Regions from separate parts of the Rattus norvegicus genome. Here region 2 is linked to region 1. A link is a contact called in public Hi-C data. All regions are on one chromosome and are shown on one strand. The core of a region is the stretch at or near the end of the contact, and the rest is flanking DNA. Distances in the headings are between cores, read along the strand shown.

Region 1 (5,397 bases), core at 1,050-3,549:
AAAATAAGACCTACCAGTAATTCAATTGTAAAATCTTATTAGTGTTTCTCCTTCTGTCCCCTTTACCTTTAAAAAAAATTGCAGGTTATCATTTGAAAGAGCATGTTTAAGCATCGCCGATGTGAAAGCACTATGAGGAATGAATCTGTGCCGTCTAGATATGGCTCCTTTATCATTACTGTTCTACTACATGGATGGAGTCCTGTTCTGTAGGGTCTCACTTTTTAAGATCATCTTCCTGTTGTAAAAGTTTAAGGCATTTTGCTCAAGTACTTTGTTTACAATTAAAATGAATAGAACTTAATAGAAGATAAGGTTATGGCTTACTGGAAAGCATCAGCATGACTTGGTATAGACTTAAAAGAGTACATGTGATTATACTGTGGAATGATTATTGATATATAAGGACTCTAGTAATTGTACCTCCTGAATAAATGTCCGTTTGCGCATTTTCTAACTTACAGTCCATTGTCTGTTCTGGCAACAATCTCGCTTTGTAGTTTTACTCTCCAAAATTCATGAGTAGTGTTTCTTCAAAGGTTGTTGAAGTAATAATAGTTACATAATGGGGGAAAGTCATTTGATTATTAATTTTCAAGAAGTTTTAAACTAATTTGTAACTGGACGTGGTTTTTAAAAATATTGGCAAAGATTTGATACACTTGTACTCTTTTTAGTTTGAGAAAATTATTTGGAATGTGAAACAGTGCTTTTTCAATAGATGAATCATTTAGCAATTAAATTCTGACTCTAAGGCTTATTTAAAATATATTTGTATGAGTCGTGTTTGTCCTTTGCATTTGACAAAATTGATACAATTACAAGTTGAACGCTGTATGTAAAATAACCGTTACATAAAGTAAAAAGCAAACTCCGTGGTGGTTCCTGAAATGAGACTTCAGATTTCTGTATTTTGTTTGCCTTTCATAAACTATAACTAAACCAAACTTTGTCTTCTGTTATTTCAAGAGGCAATGTGACATGCTTGATGGCAGAGACTATGCCCTCTCTTCACTTTTTAAAGAATTTTTCACGTATATGAGTTCACTGTAGCTGTCTTCAGACACACCAGAAGAGGGCATCAGATTCCATTACAGATGGTTGTGAGCCACCATGTGGTTGCTGGGAATTGAACTCAGGACCCCTAGAAGAGTAGTCCGTGCTCTTAACCTCTGAGCCATCTCTCTAGCCCCCAGCTGCCCTCTTTAAATCCTTGTTGCCATCCTTACTGTGAGCCTCTCTGTCCTGGTAGAATGCCCTGTAGAGCTTTCCATCTGTCATCTGCAGTCAGTGCCCGTGCTGTCTCTGAAGCTTTTTAGGCTGCCCGCAATTACTGGCTGGGTAGTCCCCACACACTAAGTAGCTGTAGGACCCTACTAGCAAAAAGTAGTTAGGGGACAAGAGGGTTCATTAAGGAAAGACAAATGCCACCAGCTTGACGACCTGACCTCAAGGCCCTGGGCTTGAAAGGCACAGCCTCTCTTGCAGGTTGTACTATGACCGTTATGTATGGACAAACACATACAAGATGAAGCTTTTAAAGTAAACTGGCAACTTTTAAAATTAGTGCCAGTTTTGAGGAGTGAGGCCATGCTCAGAATAAAATTCGTTGGAAAAGTTCTAGTACTTGCTAAGTGAAAAGGCAGTGTCAGTAGACCCACAGCAGAGGCAAAGATGAGAGTGTGCACAGCCACCGTTGAGCATGCAGAAACAGCCGGCCACCATCTTAACATTTGTTCATCCAGCCAGCTCATAATAGTTTGTGCAGTATACTTTTACTAAACGAATTCTGGCATTACCAGAATCCAACACTGAAACAGAACTCGGTGCGACTTCTTCCATGTGCAATAAAGATCCCAGTAGAAGTCTTGTAAGAGGATGAAGTCCTGACAGTTGAGTTAGGGCCTTGCTGATCCCTGTTCTCTGTGGTGGAGATTACCTTTGGCACTTGCCACAGTGTAACAGAGCTTGTTCTCCGAGTGCCTATCCAGGCCCATCTGTTCCACAGGGCATAGCTTTCCTTGTTTTAGTCTATTGTTGGCATAGCTTAATTGTGGTCAGTCACAGGGTTAGACTTGGCTTTAGTTTGAAGGAAGGCCCTGCATTTGCAGCAGCTCTTTCTCTAGCTGGAATGATGAGTTTGCCCTTGGCTAGAGGTGTGTTGGTTATGCAGGTCCCCCGAGATCCATCTGCCTGTTGAAAAGCATCGCTTCGACTGGAGCGCCTCAGCCTCCTCAGGTCTCTGTTACACTGAGAGCAAAGTCTAAAGGGCCCTGCATAATCCAGGGCTGCAGTCCCCCCACTGTTACTACACTCCACATTTTGGGCTGAGTTGTTTGTTCTGAAGTAAGGCCTCATTTTGTAGCCTAGGCTGACCTTTGGTTCATTGCCTGTCTGGAATTCACATTTCTGTTAAATCATAGGCGGGTGTGTGTGTGCCCGTGTGTGTGTGTGTGTGTGTGTGTGTGTGTGTGTGTGTGTGTGTGTGTGTGTAAAGCTTGAAAAGGAAATGGCCTTCAAAATCAGCCAGGCTTCTGTGGACCACCGCCCTCATCATACAGGGATAAGGGCCTGTTCTTTCAGACTTGCCAGTCAGATCCTCACTCCCTGGGCTCCCTGCACAAGGAAAACAGAGGCCACCACTAAGGTAGAGTTCAAATCTAGCAGCTAGGTAAAGGAGCACAGAAATGGTTCTGTTTGTTTTAGTAAAAAGTAGAGAATCTAGAGACAAAACAGACTCTCTGCAGAGTTCACTGAACTTTGCACATACCATTCAGATATTCTAGCTCTGAGCTGAGTCTCCAGTAAAATAGAGTGTCAAGCTAAAACAAATATTTCCTTTGAATCTGATGAGGATAAGGAGGCAGTAGCACATTTTCTTTTTCTGATTGCTTCTTGTTTGTGAAATTGAGATCTTACAGTAGACTGGGAATAATACCCACACACATGTGTAATTTTGTATGCAATTGAAAATAGAGACATTTGCTGGGAGGGGTGTTACTTTTTTTTAAAAAAAGTCCCATCATTTAAACATCAGGGCCCCTCATTCTTTTTTTTTTTTTTTTCATTTTTTTTTTTTATTAACTTGAGTATTTCTTATATACATTTCGAGTGTTATTCCCGTTCCCGGTTTCCGGGCAAACATCCCCCTCCCCCCTCCCATTCCTTATGGGTGTTCCCCTCCCAACCCTCCCCCCATTGCCGCCCTCCCCCCATAGACTAGTTCACTGGGGGTTCAGTCTTAGCAGGACCCAGGGCTTCCCCTTCCACTGGTGCTCTTACTAGGATATTCATTGCTACCTATGGGGTCAGAGTCCAGGGTCAGTCCATGTATGGTCTTTAGGTAGTGGCTTAGTCCCTGGAAGCTCTGGTTGCTTGGTATTGTTGTACTTTTGGGGTCTCGAGCCCCTTCAAGCTCTTCCAGTTCATTCTCTGATTCCTTCAATAGAGGACCTATTCTCAGTTCAGTGGTTTGCTGCTGGCATTCGCCTCTGTATTTGCTGTATTCTGGCTGTGTCTCTCAGGAGCGATCTACATCCGGCTCCTGTCGGTCTGCACTTCTTTGCTTCATCCATCTTGTCTAATTGGGTGGCTATATATGTATGGGCCACATGTGGGGCAGGCTCTGAATGGGTATTCCTTAAGTCTCTGTTTTAATCTTTGCCTCTCCCTTCCCTGCCAAGGGTATTCTTTTTCCTCATTTAAAGAAGGAGTGAAGCATTCACATTTTGATCATCCGTCTTGAGTTTCGTTTGTTCTAGGGATCTAGGGTAATTCAAGCATTTGGGCTAATAGCCACTTATCAATGAGTGCATACCATGTATGTCTTTCTGTGATTGGGTTAGCTCACTCAGGATGATATTTTCCAGTTCCAACCATTTGCCTACGAATTTCATAAAGTCGTTGTTTTTGATAGCTGAGTAATATTCCATTGTGTAGATGTACCACATTTTCTGTATCCATTCCTATGTTGAAGGGCATCTGGGTTCTTTCCATTTTCTGGCTATTATAAATAAGGCTGCGATGAACATAGTGGAGCACGTGTCTCTTTTATATGTTGAGGCATCTTTTGGGTATATGCCCAAGAGAGGTATAGCTGGATCCTCAGGCAGTTCAATGTCCAATTTTCTGAGGAACCTCCAGACTGATTTCCAGAATGGTTTTACCAGTCTGCAATCCCACCAACAATGGAGGAGTGTTCCTCTTTCTCCACATCCTCGCCAGCATCTGCTGTCACCTGAGTTTTTGATCTTAGCCATTCTCACTGGTGTGAGGTGAAATCTCAGGGTTGTTTTGATTTGCATTTCCCTTATGACTAAAGATGTTGAACATTTCTTTAGGTGTTTCTCAGCCATTCGGCATTCCTCAGCTGTGAATTCTTTGTTTAGCTCTGAACCCCATTTTTTAATAGGGTTATTTGTTTCCCTGCGGTCTAATTTCTTGAGTTCTTTGTATATTTTGGATATGAGGCCTCTATCTGTTGTAGGATTGGTAAAGATCTTTTCCCAATCTGTTGGTTGCCGTTTTGTCCTAACCACAGTGTCCTTTGCCTTACAGAAGCTTTGCAGTTTTATGAGATCCCATTTGTCGATTCTTGATCTTAGAGCATAAGCCATTGGTGTTTTGTTCAGGAAATTTTTTCCAGTACCCATGTGTTCCAGATGCTTCCCTAGTTTTTCTTCTATTAGTTTGAGTGTGTCTGGTTTGATGTGGAGGTCCTTGATCCACTTGGACTTAAGCTTTGTACAGGGTGATAAGCATGGATCGATCTGCATTCTTCTACATGTTGCTCTCCAGTTGAACCAGCACCATTTGCTGAAAATGCTATCTTTTTTCCATTGGATGGTTTTGCCTCCTTTGTCAAAAATCAAGTGACCATAGGTGTGTGGGTTCATTTCTGGGTCTTCAATTCTATTCCATTGGTCTATCTGTCTGTCTCTGTACCAATACCATGCAGTTTTTATCACTATTGCTCTGTAATACTGCTTGAGTTCAGGGATAGTGATTCCCCCTGAAGTCCTTTTATTGTTGAGGATAGCTTTAGCTATCCTGGGTTTTTTGTTATTCCAGATGAATTTGCAAATTGTTCTGTCTAACTCTTTGAAGAATTGGATTGGTATTTTGATGGGGATTGCATTGAATCTGTAGATTGCTTTTGGTAAAATGGCCATTTTTACTATATTAATCCTGCCAATCCATGAGCATGGGAGATCTTTCCATCTTCTGAGGTCTTCTTCAATTTCTTTCCTCAGTGTCTTGAAGTTCTTATTGTACAGATCTTTTACTTGCTTGGTTAAAGTCACACCGAGGTACTTTATATTATTTGGGTCTATTATGAAGGGTGTCGTTTCCCTAATTTCTTTCTCGGCTTGTTTCTCTTTTGTATAGAGGAAGGCA
Region 2 (5,397 bases), core at 2,002-4,501, 360 kb after region 1:
TTCAGGCAATGACACTTGTATGCAGCAGATCTGCTAGTAACCGGAGTAGGAGTTTGGGGAGAGATACAGTTGCAGCTGTTGGAAGTAGAGTAGGAAGAGGACCTTCAGGTTTTCCTGCTCCCAACTCTTATTAGTAGCAAGAGTGTTTTGCCATCTTATGTGCTATTGTTTATTTGACAGGTGTGGTAGTACATGATTGTAATCCAGCCTGGAATGCCACAACCAACAATCCACCCACCCACCCACCCACCCACCCAATCAACCAACCAACCAACCAACCACCCACCCAACCACCCACCCAACCACCCACCCAACCAACCACCCAAACAACCAACCAACCACCCACCCAAACAACCAACTAACCAATCAACCACCCAACCAACCAACCACCCACCCACCCACTCAACCAACAAACCACCCAACCAACCAACCAAACAACCAATCACCCACCCACCCACTCAACCAACAAACCACCCAACCAACCAACCAAACAACCAATCACCCACCCACCCACTCAACCAACCACCCACCCACCCAACCAACCAACCATTCAACCAAACAATCAACCAACCAGCCAAATATATTATGCCTTCTAAAGAAGGGCTTTGATGTTTTGAACTGTTGGAAAACTATTTTTGTGTATATGTATGTGTGTGTGGTCCAGTGAGTTCATGTGTATCACATATGCACCTTGCCTGTATAGGCAGAAGGGGGAGTCGAATCCCCTGGAACTGGAGTTACAGATGGTTCTGAGCTGCCACCTGGGTGCTGAGAACTGAACCTGGGTCCTTTGGAAGAGCAGTAAATGGTTTTATCCACTAAACCAACTTTCCAGACAACTTGTTGGATAGGGAAAAAATACTGTATTGAAACCAGCAAACAAGAAGTTTAATTTCAAGTCTATTATATGAATTTTAATGATACTAAGTATCTGAGTAATTCTAATGATTAATAGTCACAATTTGTTAAATTGGATGCTATAGATGTATTTATATACATATAACTTATAATACACTGCTTAGTTTCTCACAGTAGGTAGATATAGTAGGCTGTCCTCACTCAAAATCACTGTACAGGTGAAGATGGCTTTGAACCTCTGATTTTCTTGCTTCCATACCCCAAGTTCCAGCATTGCAGGTATGTGCATTGGTGTCCCAATTATGTTGTGTGTGGAAGCATGCTAGGTTACAGCCTCTGCCTCACAAAATCATGTGGACAATTGTTCTAAACCAATAAAAAACCTTCTAAAAAACACTTAAAGAACTTTCTTTAAGCATTTGATTGGTTTTAGAAGATCTAAAAGAGGAGCTGGAGAGATGGCTCAGCAGTTAAAAGCACTGACTGCTCTTCCACAGGTCCTGAGTTCAATTCCCAGTAACTACATGTTGGCTCACAACCATTTGTAATGGGAGCCGACGCCCTCTTCTGGTGTGCATGTGTACTCATAAAATAAATAAACCTTTAAAAAGAAAACATTGTTTAAAAAAAAAGAAGAAGGTCTAAAAGAAATGGCCTTAGGTGACCCTTGTGAATGGAATAATATGCATTCCCTTTTATTAAGCATGCGGTGTGTGCCAGGTGTTATCTTGCTGAATCCTTAAGTGGGGCCATAATTACTCTAATTTTATGGTAGAGGGAACTTAACCTTTAGATGGTTAAGCCTTTTATGCAAATGTATCTAGTTCTAAATGCAAACATTAGCCCGGCTACATTTGATGGTTGGAAAAGTCTTAGAGTTTTGGAGGTGCAGCTTAGAATTACCTTGGAACTCTTCCTTTCCTGTGATACCAAATGAAGACTGTATGTACCACTGCTTATTAGAAAAGCAACTCTCAAAAGGTTTAGGCAGGTAAGAAGAGTTTCAGTACCCGTTCTACCTCAGGAATAGAGGAGAGTTTTGGGCCAGTGCTAGAGGATGCTCCCGCCATGGAGCCCTGCTATGAACTTCCAGCTCGTCCAGTACCTCTGGCTCCAACATTTATCTGGCAAGAATCTTGTTTTCCTTCCAGCATAGCTGGGCTGGAGTTCTGTGATAGTATTTGACTTAAGCAAGTTTCCACACGAGCCTCTGTTCTTGTGTTGGAACAAAGCGATAGTGGGAGAGGCCCAGCCTGGAAGGAGTCAGGCAGAGACTGATGCCTTGTGTCTTGTTAAACACCATTCCCCTCCAGGTGTGTACTTTTCTCCAACAGTCAAACTCTCAACACAAGTCTGGACTTCCCTCTCCCCACTAATGCAAATATTGTCAATGGAAGGAAAAGAAAAAAAAGAGTTGATAGTCGTGATTTGAAAACCTCTGCTTTTAGGTGGAAGATCAAGAGCCTTCCACTTTGCCAAACATTATTTGAATTTTGTAGAACAAACACTGGAGTTTAAGTTACATCCCACATTCAATATTTGGCAAAGGTGATTTCTCCCACTTGACGTACTTGTTAATTGCTTTGAGATGAAGTGAGAGACACAATCAAAGTATTTTAAGAGTTCACCTCTTTTTTTTTTAAACTAGTAAAGAGACAGGTCTAAGGAAGTAAGGTGGTTGCTTCAGAGTCATGTAACTTGAATTGTAGTGATTCAACGATATTGATTGTAATTCTGCTTTTGTTCATATTAGTATCCAACAAACTGAGCTGTTTGTTTTGGATCAGCTTGCAAATACAACTTAAGAATTGAGCCACTAATAACAAATAGTGTTACTAAATATTTGGACTCAGCGTACTAGTGACTGTCACAATGAGATTGATGGTGTAAACTCTGTAGTGTCCTGGGTTTGCATCTCAGCTGCACCACCTCTTTACAAAAAGGATATCCTTGAGAGACTGTCCATGGAGTACGGTTAGTAAATCCTGAATATATATCAGACAAAATTAGTGTTACATGGAGACTCTGAGAAATTTCAGGCTTGGTTCTACAACTAACTAGCCTCCTACTGTTTTGTGTCTCAGTTTACTTACGTGTGAGAAAACATTCTTATGGTTTTGCCATTCAAAATCATATGAGGTTATTTATGTGCTGTACACAGGAGACACTCATTTAACATTTCATAAAGAGCGAATATTTATGGAGTGTTGACCATGCCAGCCACAATAAGTTTACTGTTTTCAAGAAGTTAACAGCATGTGTGAGAGACATAAAATTAAAAACAAGCAGTTACTATAAAAGTTAATTGTTAAGATGGTTGAGTACAGGGTACTGTGTGAGCACAAAGCAGGGGTAATTCACATGGTTTTTTAGAGTGTGAAGATTAAAAGAACACTTCTTAGCAGTGATGATTAGGCTAAAACACAGAGGATGGGTAAGCATTAACCAGGAAAAGAAGACAGAGAAAAGTGTTCTACGAAGGGAAAATAGACTTGGAAGTTCAGGTGTCAGGAGAGCCAGATAATAAAGCAGTTCTGCTCCATTTATTCTATTTAGAGGTAAATTCTCTTGGAAGGCTTTTTATTTTTGATTCAGTAGTAATGGCACTGTGCATGTTCACACTGTATGATATGTGACAGAAGAAGAAGAAGAAGAAGAAGAAGAAGAAGAAGAAGAAGAAGAAGAAGAAGAAGAAGAAGAAGAAGAAGAAGAAGAAGAAGAAGGAGAAGAAGAAGAAGAAGAAGAAGAAGAAGAAGAAGAAGAAGAAGAAGAAGAAGAAGAAGAGGAAGAAGAAGAAGAGGAAGAAGAAGAGGAAGAAGAAGAAGAAGCATCTGTGAAAATTACTCACAGAAGAATGGGAAAACATTGGGATTGGGTTGTGGAGCCTGGCTTGTAAGCTTGTGGAATTAGCCTACTTTCCAATCTCTCTTGGGAATGCTAAATGCCCTCATCTAGACTCTTCAAAAAGACTGAGGCAGCTTGGATTTTGTTTCTAGGTGACGTCTGTTCTGGTAGTTTGGAAGCTGTTCCCTGTTCTATTTATACATTCAAAGTCAAAACAATGAGGTGAAACCATTGCCTCTTCTACAGTTGTTGTCAGGTGAGTTGCAATCTCAGAATTATCATGATGTTCAAAACCTAATGGGTGTCATCCACTCATGCTGGCACTGGCCTGTAATTCCAGCTCCAGACAGAGGTTGAGGCAAGAGGATTCCTGTGAGTCTGAAGCCAGTATTAGTTACAAAACGAGATTCTATTTTGGAAAGCAAAACAAAGCAAAACTAACAAAATATGCATGCATCTTGAGTAATGATGAAACACTGCTAAGGGGTGGTGTGTGTGTGTGTGTGTGTGTGTGTGTGTGTGTGTGTGTGTGTGTGTGTGTGTGTGTGGTTGCAAAGGAGCAGAATTGGGTGAACAAGTCACTGTCCATTGTCAGACCAAACATCTTGAGACCCTTTTTTCTTTACCTTTAAGGTGTTTATTAAGCTAATACGGAGGCCAGTCAGATGAAGGTTAGCTTTTGTCGCTAGTGATAACCTTCTACAGTTAGGATAGGAGAGATTGGATGGGAGCTAGATGAGGGTTAGGGGTTCAAGAGAGAAATAGGCTAGAGAGGACTCCTTTGCAGATAGATTTTTCCATAAAGATTGCAATCTTATGCAGCTAGCTCTGCCCTGGTTTCCAGGAAAACACAATGCCCCAGGGAGATGAGTGAACACAGACAAGCTTTTCATCTTGAATAAATATTTCATATAACTGACGCTCAACTGAATTGTCTTTCTGATGATGATGGCTTTCAACTTTACACAAATGTACATATCTTCTTATTGAAAGCTGTTAAATATAATGTTTCTTTAGACTGAGGTCTATGTTAATATTATCAGACTTAACCAAAAGAACTGTAGTGATGTGATGAATTTCATAAGGTTATTATTGAATGGCTTAAAATCTCCACTTGTAGTTTTAAAAGATAAAACTTAGTGTATATTTCTCATTCTCTGATTTCCAAAGGATGTTTATCTTTCTAGTTCCATTGTACTCTCATAGCATCCTGTGCATCATGGCAGCCCTCTCCCTGTGAAGGAAATGCTGAGACGAAGTGAAAAGTACAAGAAGTACAAGAGATTTATTGAGGGAAATGCCTGCTAAAGATAAAGAGTACACACACACACACACACACACACACACACACACACACACATCATTATTTCTTTGGAATTTATTATATAAATAATATATATAAATGATATATAGTATATATTATTTCTTTGAGAATTGTATACATATATTTTGATCAAACTCTTCCTCTTAATTGCTTTCAGATCCACTCCCAAGTTTGCATACATTTTTTTTAATTTAAAATATATCCTAGACTCTAATTTGCGCTGTTCATATAATCCTGTGAGGGGACCATCATGTACTGAAAGGTAGTAAACTGTCAGGGGATACATCTTTAAAGATAACTAATCTTCTCCCTCTAGAAGCCATCAACTGTATGCAGCTAAGAGAAAGATGTATTAAAAATGTCATCAGTAG

Evidence for each region. A called contact is a pair of places that touch in the nucleus more often than the background predicts.
Region 2: a Hi-C map of kidney shows a contact between it and region 1, with 9 times the contacts expected there. The contact joins two enhancer-like sites. A contact is called at or near these places in 11 of 12 Hi-C or Micro-C datasets (the A7r5 cell line, the Rat2 cell line, Schwann cells and 7 more) and 1 of 1 datasets of contacts at active chromatin or transcription factors (oligodendrocytes).

Annotation. Positions count from the first base shown.
Region 1 is chr3:116,871,417-116,876,813 of GRCr8, forward strand. Lin7c (lin-7 homolog C, crumbs cell polarity complex component) reads left to right here. Exons shown (of 5, transcript NM_021851.2): 5 at 1-947. Among named protein-coding and RNA genes, the nearest start is that of Lin7c, 13 kb to the left of the region's middle. Within about 2 kb of position 2,300, at least 3 of the 93 cell types and tissues checked have an H3K27ac peak or open chromatin away from gene starts, as enhancers often do. A contact at or near this core is called in kidney, where this site is marked.
Region 2 is chr3:117,233,165-117,238,561 of GRCr8, forward strand. No RefSeq gene overlaps it. Among named protein-coding and RNA genes, the nearest start is that of Bbox1, 82 kb to the right of the region's middle. Within about 2 kb of position 3,252, at least 2 of the 93 cell types and tissues checked have an H3K27ac peak or open chromatin away from gene starts, as enhancers often do. A contact at or near this core is called in kidney, where this site is marked.